Linked DNA regions of Zea mays: all the other regions are linked to region 2. Evidence: chromatin contacts called from public Hi-C data. All regions are on one chromosome and are shown on one strand. Each heading gives the region's core, a stretch centred on a gene start, on an enhancer-like site or on the middle of the called end of the contact. The rest is flanking DNA. Distances are from core to core; before and after follow the strand shown. Region 1 holds the start of LOC100283650. Region 2 holds the start of LOC100383599. Region 3 holds the start of LOC100280436. Region 4 holds the start of LOC103635449 (dnaJ homolog subfamily B member 11-like).

Region 1 (3,087 bases), core at 48-2,547, 130 kb after region 2:
TTAGCCCGAGTCCGAGCCCTGGGTCGGGCGGAGCGGAGTTCGCCGTCTTCCGGGTCTTAGCCCGAGTCCGAGCCCTGGGTCGGGCGGAGCGGAGTTCGTCGTCTTCCGGGACTTAGCCCGAGTCCGAGCCCTGGGTCGGGCGGAGCGGAGCTTCCTATGGTGCCTTCGGCAGGGCCTGACTGCCTGTCAGTCTCACTCTGTCGAGTGGCACTGTAGTCGGAGTGGCGCAGGCGGCGCTGTCCTTCTGTCAGACCGGTCAGTGGAGCGGCGAAGTGACGGCGGTCACTTCGGCTCTGCCGGAGGGCGCGCGTCAGGATAAAGATGTCAGGCCACCTTTGTATCAAATGCTCCTGCGATTCGGTCGGTCGGCGCGGCGATTTAGTCAGGGTTGCTTCTTAGCGAAGGCAGGGCCTCGGACGAGCCGGAGATGTGTCTGCCGTTGGAGGGGGGCCTCGGGCGAGACGGAAACCCTCTGGGGTCGGCTGCCCTTGTCCGAGGCGTGATCGAGTCGCTCGAATGGACTGATCCCTGACTTAATCGCACCCATCAGGCCTTTGCAGCTTTATGCTGATGGGGGTTACCAGCTGAGAATTAGGAGTTTTGAGGGTACCCCTAATTATGGTCCCCGACAGTACAACACTAACATCATATGCTGCGATAAAACAAAGTTTACAAAACCATATCCAATAATCAAATATTGATAAAACAAAGTTTACAAAACCATATCCAATAATCAAATATTAAATATGCAATGTAGGTACGTAGTCATATAATAATGCAAATGTTTAAGTACATCACACATCCACACATGTCCATATCATAGATCATAACTACGAGAATACAAGACTACGAGGAGATAAGACGACACCAACGACTACATAAACTTGTGTATTAGAAAATCGAACTGAAATATTAGCTTGGCTCGCTATAAAACTAAAACGAGTCGAATCGAGTCTCGTTAATAAGCGCTGTTTGTTTCAGCTTTTTGGAGCTTCTGGCCACCAAAAGTTGTTGCGGACTGGCAAACGCTTAGCTTTTCAGTCAGCTTCTATTAAATTTGTTTGGGTAAAACCATTCAAAATCAACATAAACACATAATAGGTTGAGTCGTTGCAATAGTAAGAATCCGTCACTTTCTAGATCCTGAGTCCTATGGACACATTTATCTTCATCCGCACGTAATCCTAATAATACTCAGATTTTCTATACAGCCAGATTTTTTCCCTCAGGCCAAGCGATTTAGCGAGATTTCGTCCACCCATCGAGGAATCGCATCGCGTGCTTTTCCGGCCGCAGCGGCTAACGCGTGGCCACGCCATCCCTCCGCGTGCCTAATTAATTGGAAGCACCCAGCGCACATCATCAGTCGAAGTGAGCGTCAGCGAGCGACCGCACCGGCACGGCGCCCATCCATCCATCGCCATCCTCTAGCCCAGTCCAAAGGAACCCTAGCCATGAGCGCCGCCTCCAAGAAGCTCTTCCAGGCCGCCAGGTCCCTCGTCCTCTCCGCTTCTCACCGCTCCGTCCTCGCCGCCGGTATGTATATTCACTGACTATTCCTTGGGTGGTCCTTGGGCCAACCCTTGGATTCCTGTGCAATGCCATGCAATCTAATTCATTCCTACGCTAGTATTCCCACAATTTCCAATCCGAATCACGCCGGGAGGGGGGAGTTTCTGATTGATTGATTGTTCAAAGGTTTCAGTTTTTTTTCCTAACTAGGAGCGGGAGATATAGTTATTAGTTATAAAAAAATCCGTCTTTGATGTGATGTGTGATGTGCAGAGGGCCGCACCGCCGCGCTCGCCACGCTCACCAACTTTGGCAGGAAGACCCTCCCCACCGCCTACTTATCCTACCACAAGCAGGGATCCCACCATGCCGCGTCGGGGTGGGGAGCCATCGCCGCCGCAGTCCCAGCTGCAGGTCCGTACGCACTCGTCGTCGATCCGATTCGACCCACCCCCCACCACTCTGATCTAACAGTAATCGCTCCGATTCGGATCTTACCGCAGTCACTCAGATCCGATATGCTTATGTTCATTCGAATGTTACGATTTTCCCTCTGACAAATAATTCCCTGTCTGTCCTCTCCGCGTGTAGTTTACATGCTCCAGGACCAGGAGGCTCATGCTGCAGAGGTACCCTACCCTAATTCTCTTGTCTCTTCTGTTTTTTCCCTTGCATTCTGTTGGGTCCGTGTGGTCCAATAATACCGGAGCAATGGCCACCCCCTCTCTCTCTAAAATCACTGCTTCACCAATCACCATGCTGCCTATATGTTAGGCGGGGTAGGCCAACTCAAACTGATTGAGTGGGCTCTGGGCTCCTCCCATGTAATTTTGGCATCCTAATTACAGAATGCCCCGCCTTTTCCATGTCCAGTTAGCATGCCTGTGTAGAGCTAATGTCAGGTGATTTTTCCCCTTTTGTCAAGCTTACTAACAGTCTAACACTCCTCTGCTGTAATTCCAGATGGAGCGCACCTTCATTGCCATCAAGCCTGATGGCGTCCAAAGAGGCCTGGTCAGTACTAGCAACTGTCACAACACCATAGTTTCTTCAGATGCAATTATGGATCCTAATAACCAGTATGCATGTGTGTTGCCACAATTGGTAGCTAAGACTTTCTTTCTTTACAGCTTTTGAGGCCTCGTGCTCTGTTCTGTCCTGTCCTGTTCTTGGCCATATAATAGTGATCATTTGTAATTTCTTGAGATGCGACTCTGGATCCTAGTAACCTACTCCATATGTTCCAAATTATAAGGCATATTGTACATCTAAGTGCATAGCAAAAATCTACCATCTAGAAAAGCCAAAATGTCTTATAATTTGGAATGGAAGGAGTACTAGCTTCATACTGCTTTTCATATACTCGGTTAGCATGTATGCTGCTGCAATAGGCTACAAACTTTTTCCTTTACAATTTTGAGACCTTGTGCTCTTTTCTGTTCTTTTTTTTGGCTATATATATATATATATATATATAAATCAACCCACTGCTGCGTTCAACACGCTTCACCTACAGTACACTCTGCATGTTGACATTTTTTTTTGTGTGTGTCTGATCTTGCCACATGATATACC
Region 2 (2,928 bases), core at 331-2,830:
CTTCATATGATGTTCATCATGAAGCTCCCGCATTCGACCGCTGACAGCAAGAAGCGCTTTCGATGGGACACAGCCTCTGTTTACACAAGTCCCACCCACAACATCTCCCTCAATTATTGCTGTTTTTAAGCCCTGAACAAATTAGAGCAGAGTGAAACAAGATCAATATAGAAGCAGTGCAAACTCTTAGAAATTTATTGGTATGGTTAATGTTTGGCATCATTCTTCTTTGCTAGTCTATCGTATGACAAGAGCTTAAAATGGGAAAATACTGTTGTTTCTTGAAATTAATACTACTTAGAAGATCAACTAACACCAGTCCAACAACAATGGTATGCAATGCCAGAACAATATGTACTTGGATCTTAAAAAAACAATGGTATGGAGGGCACCAAACCTCCAAATTCACCCAAGTAATCGATGGTAGTCCCTGACCAAGCACCCAAATTCGCAAAAAAAAAGGAATTGTTTTAGACTAGGCATAGGTTGCAAATGGCTCGCTCTGTGCGCTAGCACCAAAAGTAACAAGTATTTCAAGTTTTAAACTAACTGCTAGCAAGAAAGTTTCACACCCAAATTACAGGCACATGTCTAGGCCTTCCACCAACCTTAGCCTAGTGGCACCTCACCACCTCATCGATCTAAAATCCTTATCACACAGACAAAATGGGAACATACCTTGTGCAATTAGTCATGTTGGTGCAATCATGCAATAAAGCGAATGCATCTAATCAAAATATAACGGTGACTACTATTTTATATCTAACCCCTTCCACCTGAAACATAGTAGCTATTTTACATTTAACCTCTTCCACCTAAAATAACATCACCATTGGATTTGATTGGATGCACTCGGTCGCTTGATTGTACGGTTGCACCAGCATGACTGATTGCACAGGATATATTCCCGACAACAATCATGATCAATTCAAGCAAAATTTCCATTTCTAATGCTAAATTACCAATCAGGCATCACATTTATCATTTCTGGTCAATACTGACGCATCTCATGGCAGACCAATTTCGCAGCTCAACTATACCAGGATTACTCATTAACTTACGATTCCTAGTCATTCCACGTCCCAACAGACACTACTCACTAAAACACCGTGCTGATTCTACACCGAGTCACCGAGCACTCAATAAAAGAAGCAGACCTCTTCAACGGCGTGCAGCGCGGCGCCGTGACCCCCGACGCCCGCGCCGATGATGACGAGATCGTAGTCGAACCCGCAGCTCCCCGCCGCCGCGCCATTGGTCGCCGCCGCCGGCGGCGGCGGCCTCGTCACCATCAGCCTCGCGGGCGCCTGCGAGATCCGAAGCGAGTGACACGTGAGGGCCTCGCTCCGGAGTCCGCAGACCCGGATTCCACCTGGCCGCCGCGCAGCCTCGGATCTGGCGCAGCCGCGGGACGCGATCGCCGAGGCGGAGACGGAGACGGCCGCTGTGGACCCCATAGCGACGAAATGCGACAATTGGCTGAGGCTAGTGCGTCGAGTTAAGAGAAGGAGGCGTATAAGTCGATGAGGAGGCAGGCTCGGGCGGAGGAGGCGAGGAGGGGTTTATGCGACGGGGCGGAGGTTTCGAAGCTGGCAGACTAGAAGCAGAGGGCGGAGGCCGAGGGAAGAAGGCAGAGGCGTTGCTGGCCAGCGGCGATGGGACCCGCATTTTCAGTGTCAGGTCAGCTGCTGAGATGAGTGGACGCTAGGTCAGCTGCTGGCGTGGTTTACATGTAGGATGGAGCCACCCGACCCGACCTGTCTGGAAAAAACCGACCTGATCCAATCAATACGATGGATAAATACGGTCATATTTTTTAATCTATAAAAGGTTAGATGAAATATTTATGGTTTGATAACTTGTTCGACTCGACTTATTAGTAACTCAACTACTCGTTTTAATTTTGTAGCGAGTTGAACAAGTATTCTAGCTCGATTATTTAATGAGCTAGATTAGGCTAACTCGCAAGTTAGCTCGCGAGCGAGGTGAGTCAAGTCAAGCCACAACACAAGTTTATCTAGTCCTTAGTGTGGCCTTGTCTCTTATAGTTTTGCTCTTCCATAGTTATGATCAATGATATGAACATGTATGGATGTGGCATGTGATTAATTTTGCATTATTGTATTATTCTATGGCTGCATACTTGCATTGTATATTTAATATTTGATTATTGATTGTGTTCTTTGAACTTGTGGTTGCTAGCAGCATATAACTGTTGGGACCGACTAACACGTGGTCAGGTGGGCCAAATCACTCGAGAAATAGGGAACTCAGGTGCTCCACAAAACAGTAAGTAGGGAACTATAGCGTCTTGTTTAGCGTGTCCCGTCTATATACAGTGCATGGGTATTTATAGGTAACCGAGCACGTAGGTGTGCCCCCTAGTACTGTTATGCCCCCGGTTACCTGCTATAGCTCTTGAATATCCCCCTAATGAGGTCATTACAGCGATGATAAGTACAGACTGATTAGATGTACAACGGAACCTACCCCGAGGAGGGGCTTACAAATGGGCCCAAATGACGACGGAACGCAGCCTGGGCCCCGCCATTGGGCGACGTGGCCTTCGCCCGCGTGCGGCACCCTTCACCCCGTGAAGCCGACCTGCAACCTCGTCGGGACTGTCGTCGTGCAGAACTGTCCGAGCCGAAGGGGGCGCCTTCGCGAGGCTACAACGAGTCCCCTTTTAAACAGTGTGGTCCTTCGCTCCGACGTCTCCATCAGCTCCGGTCGAAGACCTCGATTCTGATACCAGTTGAAATACCCTTCGCTTCCTGTACCTGCGACAAAAACATGTTCGGTTGAAGTTAAAGAAGTTTGATCGAGGGGGCAGTCGGCCTTCGCTCCAACACTAGCCCACCGAGGGGCCGATTCAACTTGGTGAGCTGGTCCCGAAGTCTTTTCTGGGAGATGGTCGAAAGCTGCCCT
Region 3 (2,765 bases), core at 233-2,732, 200 kb after region 2:
GTAAATCAGTCACCGACTAGGAGCTAGGTTATGTAGTTTTCCCCCTTTTCGCTTCAAACCCTTTTAAATTTCCACTTCTACTTGCAATACAGGCTAATAATAATTGTAATAACAGTTCAAACTATTGCTATTTTTAGGGATGTCAGATCATATCGGTCTAGTTTGGGAACACAGGAGGACAACATATTTCCCATATTCAAGTGCAAGTATTGCAAGAAACATTGGGAAGGGGGCTACACGTTTTAAACAACACCTTGCATCACGTGCGGGGAATGTGCAAGGTTGTCGCAGTGTTGATTCCGCTGGACGTTGTCGATTACTTTTCGGTGGAAGATTGACAAGGGCCAAGATAAAAGGAAAGCAAGGATAACGGAGGAGGTATGGAGGGTGGCATTGGCAGGTTCGTCTCGTAGGAGGAAACAAATAGACAATCAAACCTCACACAAAAGGAAGCCTAGGATCATTGCCATAATAGTCTAACGATACGATGAGAACTATGAAGAGTTTGCGGTTTGCATTGTATGCATCGAGAGAGGAGGAGAACTTAGGAGATGTGCTCGTGCGAGTGGTGGCATGTATGAGGCGAGTGATGGCTCCTCCCAAGAGGGTGTACGTGCCATGCATGTTTGAAAGAACACCTCCTAGGAAGGAGAAGCCACAAACGGTGCAGACAAGGATATGATTGATACGAGCCCATTTTCGAAGGCAGGAAAGAATGTGGTCAATTTTGTTGCTAAGCAATGGACAAGCCGTTTCAATTCAAGAACTGGTTTGATTTTGAATTTGGCCGGTTTCTACCGATTTATTGCGATTAATCGGTCCCGGCGTGGTTTTTGCTAAGCAACTGGTTTTGTGAACCTTGATCCCTATATCTTGTTGAAATTGCACTACGTAAACAGTACCAAACTGACGTTGAAGGAGATGAAATGTTGATCATTAAACCTGATGAAACATAGATGCTACAATCGAACATTGACGATTTGTTTTATTTTAGATATAAAAATACGAGGTGTTATTTGGAAGGCAGGGAATCAATTCCCACAATCCAAAGAAGGCCGCGCCTAAAATTTTCAATCATCCTTGGGCTGCAAATTTGAATGATTTGTTACGTTGACGTGGTCAGTGAAAGCAGAATATATATATAGGCGAAAATTTGAACACACAAACAGTCAACTTGTGACGCCATTCGATTCATTCTACACACTGCTTGCACTAGCTAGCTAGCTAGCTATCCATGAACTAGTTCTCCCTTGGCTTGTCCTTAGCTAATAATGCTTGGATATATAGGCGAAAATAGCCAGCAGGCCGGCCTCAACCTCAATCAGTATGGCCAAAAAAAGGGCGGTGGTGCTCCTGGTTTGTCTGCATCCATGGCACTGCCATGGCCATCCATCTTTTGGAGAGCACAGAGCCAAGAATGGAAGCACACGCATGCTTAAAAGGGTCAGGCCGGGAGCCCTCACAGTACTCCTCCCCGCCGGCCGCCCGCGGTCACCCTCGCGCTCTCCCGTCACGCCGGATCGGACGGACCCCGGCCCCCTCCTTCCCAACTCCAACGTTGGCAAGAGAGGAGGGCGTTCCTAACCACCATAACCTGCAGCATGGCCCGCCTGCCCACCAGCAGCGGCATGGCAGCACTGCTCCTCCTCGTCGCCTTCGTCGTCCTCCCCTCCGCCGCCCTGTCCTCCTCGTCCTCGCTTCTGCACTCACCTCCTGAGAGTGATGAGACAAGCGGCGGCAGCGAGCAGCAAGCCCCGCCGGAAGACGAGAACAAGGAGAAAGAGCGGCAGCTGGCCAAGGAGAAGGCGTACGCGGCGGAGAAGGTCGTCCAGCAGGAGATGCTCAAGTACGCCAAGGAGAAGGGTCTGGTGTCCCCGACCAACGGCACGGGGTGGTACAGGGGCATCGCCCGGGAGTTCGTGGACGCCCACAACGAGCTCCGCGCGCGCTACGGCGTGCCGCCCATGAAGTGGGACAACCAGCTGGCGCGGCAGGCGCGGCGCTGGTCCAACGCCATGCGCAAGGACTGCCAGATCCTCCACAGCGGCCACGAGTACGGCGAGAGCGTGTTCAGGAGCTACGACGACTGGAACGCCACCGCCAGGGAGGCCGTCTTCTGGTGGGGCAAGGAGGAGGCCATCTACGACAAGGACAAGGAGAAGTGCAAGTACGGCAAGGTCTTCAAGGAGTGCGGCCACTTCGCGCTCATGGTCGGCAAGAGGAGCACCAAGGTCGGCTGCGCACGAGCCGAGTGCTTCAAGGGCGGCGTCTTCATCACCTGCAACTACTATGCAACGGACCTGGACAAGAACAAGAACAAAACACCAAACGATAACTGACTCTATCCACCCATCTGTTCGTTCCTATGTACGTACGTACGTAGTAGCGCTGACTTATTTACTGAGTGATGATTGGATTGTTAATTAACTACTACTGAAGCAATTGCCTGATTCCGAGGTTGGAGATGATGACGATGAAGACGACGACTACTACGTACGAGAGGATCCTCCTCCCTCTTCTTCTTTTTTGTTTTTTAATTTTGTTCTTCCAATTTTGAGCCCAATCAGTCAAGCAGATTGTATCTATATCTATATATATACACACGATCGAGTACAGCAGACAGCCAATTGATCAGTTCATTTCAGTTGGATGATTGGATTTTTATCGCTGCTATATATTCATCAGCAGCCTACATAACAGAACAGAACAGAACAGAACAGAACAGAACAGAGAGGCATCTAAAAACAAATCATCACAGCTAAAAA
Region 4 (2,856 bases), core at 79-2,578, 210 kb before region 2:
TCTAGTGCATTTGCATCCTTTGTGATCTTTTGAGGCACTAGGCGGTACACTGGACGAGCGTCATCGACTTGTTACTCTTGGAGGTTGTCGTCTCCTAGACGTCTCAGGTGTTGTCTCCGTCGAGCTCTCCGTGAATATTGTGGAGGAGCCGCAGTGTTGATTGTGAGGGGTTCGTGCCCACCTCGCCGGAGCGACAAAGGTGACACAAGTGGAATCGAGGTATTGAGTGAGTTTTGTCCACTTGGCTCAAAGATCAAGCCCTGTCTTGATAGAAGAGCAAGTGTGAGCTTGAATTCCAGCTCAACATGGATTATGGGTGATCGGCAAATCATCGATACCACGGGATAAATTTTGGTGTCATTCTCTCACATTTTACTCATTACTTGCAAGTAGTTAGTAATTTGTGCATTGTCTATCTTTTGTAGTGTTAGCATAAATTGCTCATTATGTTTTGTTGACTTATCAAGGCTAGTAAATTTATATCTCTTAGGGCTAGTTTGGGAACACCGTTTTCCCCTTGGGAAAATTGGAATCCCTCGGGAAAACGATGTTCCCAAACTAGCTCTTATTGTTTTGATTAAATTTCTCTAGTGTATTTTATTTTAGTCAAACCGTCTATTCACCCCCCTCTAGCCGGTGTCCTAGATCCTACACCAGGTCAAGAACAGGTACCGACATGATGGGGAGCATGAAAGATGTCGCGATGAGTTCATGAGAAGTCTAGGCCGTCGTCTTCCAGTCAACTATGGTTGCTGGATCGTTGTCTTCGTATGATGTAATTATTTAACTATTTTATACGTAATTTTATTATATATTAAAGATGTGACATTCGTTTCTGTACTATGAGTCGTTATATGTGTGAGACTTGATCTTAGCATACATTTGAGACGCACCTAGGTTTAATACTTAAATCCGGGTGTGACACAGTCATTGGTCGTCGATGCCACGTCCGAGTTTGACGCTATAGCTTATGACACCGAGCTGTGTTGCTCTGGTGCCATAGGCTATAACGCTGAGTAAAGAGTTTAAACCATGAAATAAGTTATCGAGATGTCTAAATATATTTTTTTTTCGAAAAATGACTAAAAACAAAAAAATCGGCCGCTTCTCCGTCTATTACTGACGTGTATCCGTTTGTAGTGAACCTAGCAATTTCGGCTGACCGCAAAAGCGCGAACCGTATCTACGTGGACCTACCCCATTCGTCAGAGAGCCCAGTATCCCGCACTCTATTGGTCCACGTCACACGCTCCACGTCCCCCCACTCGCCCCTCTCCGACGAACAGGCACCCGATTTTCCTTCTAGAAAGTTTTAAACCGCAGGAACCAAAAGGCCACTGCAGCAGACGGAGGACGGCGACGGTGGCGGCGGGGAAGAGCCGAAGAGGACGACGAGGGATAGAACGGCGAGGGAGAAGCTGTCTCTCTTCACGCTCGGGATCGTTAACCGTAGCTGACAACCGTGCGGAAACACCGGATTGTGAGGGCCGAGGAGAGAGGTGCGGCGAGGCCTCTCGAGGAGGCGGGGGCGGGATGGCGACGCCGGGGAAGGGAGGGGCAGCGCGGTTTGCGGCCGCGCTCTTCGTCCTCCTGAATCTCGCTGTGGCCATTGCTGGGTAGGTTTATGGGTTCTGATGACGTGTTGTTTCTGGCGTGGATTACCCGAGATCTCAAAATCCTTTCTGTTACTGGCGGATTTGTCGCTCGAAACCCCCCTCGTAGATCGTTTGATCCATTTTTCCCATTTGACAGCCTTTTTTCTACTGGTTCATTTACTCTTCATTTGTCATGCGTCAGGTCGAGATCTGTGTGCTCGACTCCCCTCCAGTTTAATCAGTAATGCTTGTGATTTGACTGAATATTGATGGCGATGACGCAGGAAGAGCTACTACGACGTGCTGCAAGTTCCCAAGGGCGCGTCCGAGGATCAGATTAAGAGGTCGTACCGCAAGCTCGCGCTCAAGTATCATCCGGATAAGAACCCCGACAACGAGGAGGCCAACAAGCGCTTCGCTGAGATCAACAACGGTACTAGTCGCTGAGTACTTTACAATTGAATGGATAATCTGAAATTGATAAGTTGCACTGTAAATTTAATAAATGTATTTTGTTGCAGCGTATGAGGTGTTGACGGACCAGGAGAAGAAGAAGATCTATGACCGGTATGGCGAGGAGGGGTTGAAGCAGTTCCAAGGCGGGAGAGGAAGTGGCGGTGGAATGAACATTCAGGACATCTTTAGCAGGTGAGGTGGATGCTAATCATTAGGTTTCAACAGATCAACTAGAAGTTTTGCTACTGAAATATCAATTATCATGCTTGTATTGCCCGCTTGCCCCTAGGTTGGTGTGTATGTGTCAGCATAGTTTTTGCATCTCATGGATACTAGCATACATATGATACCAAAAAACTGTAAAAATAGCAGGTGCACACAGTTTAGGATGAAATCTCAAATGTGGGGAGTAACCTAGCTTGTATGCACTTTGATTATCCAAAAAGAAGACTCATTGACATGTGTTAACTTGCAAGATGGAATTTCCGATATGACATATCTGGAATGTGTACCTTCCATTCTGTAGGATTTGAGAGCACCACCATAATGATTTTTTTATCAGCAAATGTGTCACTTTGCTATTCATCGTTCCAATGGAAGATGAGTCATGTCTGGGAATATTGTGGAATGTTGGAGAAACGAGTGCCTTTCCTGCATTTCTAACAAATTCTAGAGGAAGACGAGTGATGTCTGGGAATATTGTGGAATGTTGAAGAAACGAGTGTGTTTCCTGCATTTCATAACAAGAAACCAACTATGTGTCTAATACACCATAACAACATATCTACTCCCTTCGATCTGAGAA

What was found. A called contact is a pair of places that touch in the nucleus more often than the background predicts.
Region 1: a contact with region 2 is called in a Hi-C map of ear, with 2.1 times the contacts expected there. The contact joins the promoter of LOC100283650 here to the promoter of LOC100383599 in region 2. A contact is called at or near these places in 3 of 25 Hi-C or Micro-C datasets (ear, endosperm and tassel).
Region 3: a contact with region 2 is called in a Hi-C map of tassel, with 3 times the contacts expected there. The contact joins the promoter of LOC100280436 here to the promoter of LOC100383599 in region 2. A contact is called at or near these places in 3 of 25 Hi-C or Micro-C datasets (bundle sheath, leaf and tassel).
Region 4: a Hi-C map of leaf shows a contact between it and region 2, with 2.7 times the contacts expected there. The contact joins the promoter of LOC103635449 here to the promoter of LOC100383599 in region 2. A contact is called at or near these places in 2 of 25 Hi-C or Micro-C datasets (both in leaf).

The regions. Positions count from the first base shown.
Region 1 is chr8:80,647,389-80,650,475 of Zm-B73-REFERENCE-NAM-5.0, reverse strand. It overlaps LOC100283650, which reads left to right and starts at 1,297. Exons shown (of 7, transcript NM_001369887.1): 1 at 1,297-1,536; 2 at 1,786-1,926; 3 at 2,104-2,141; 4 at 2,476-2,526. The coding sequence starts at 1,455.
Region 2 is chr8:80,782,156-80,785,083 of Zm-B73-REFERENCE-NAM-5.0, reverse strand. LOC100383599 reads right to left here and starts at 1,580. Exons shown (of 15, transcript NM_001176247.1): 1 at 1,158-1,580; 2 at 1-132. The coding sequence starts at 1,457.
Region 3 is chr8:80,579,420-80,582,184 of Zm-B73-REFERENCE-NAM-5.0, reverse strand. It overlaps LOC100280436, which reads left to right and starts at 1,482. Exons shown (of 1, transcript NM_001153357.2): 1 at 1,482-2,625. The coding sequence starts at 1,602. The coding sequence ends at 2,339.
Region 4 is chr8:80,988,310-80,991,165 of Zm-B73-REFERENCE-NAM-5.0, reverse strand. It overlaps LOC103635449 (dnaJ homolog subfamily B member 11-like), which reads left to right and starts at 1,328. Exons shown (of 10, transcript NM_001347061.1): 1 at 1,328-1,616; 2 at 1,880-2,028; 3 at 2,117-2,243. The coding sequence starts at 1,534.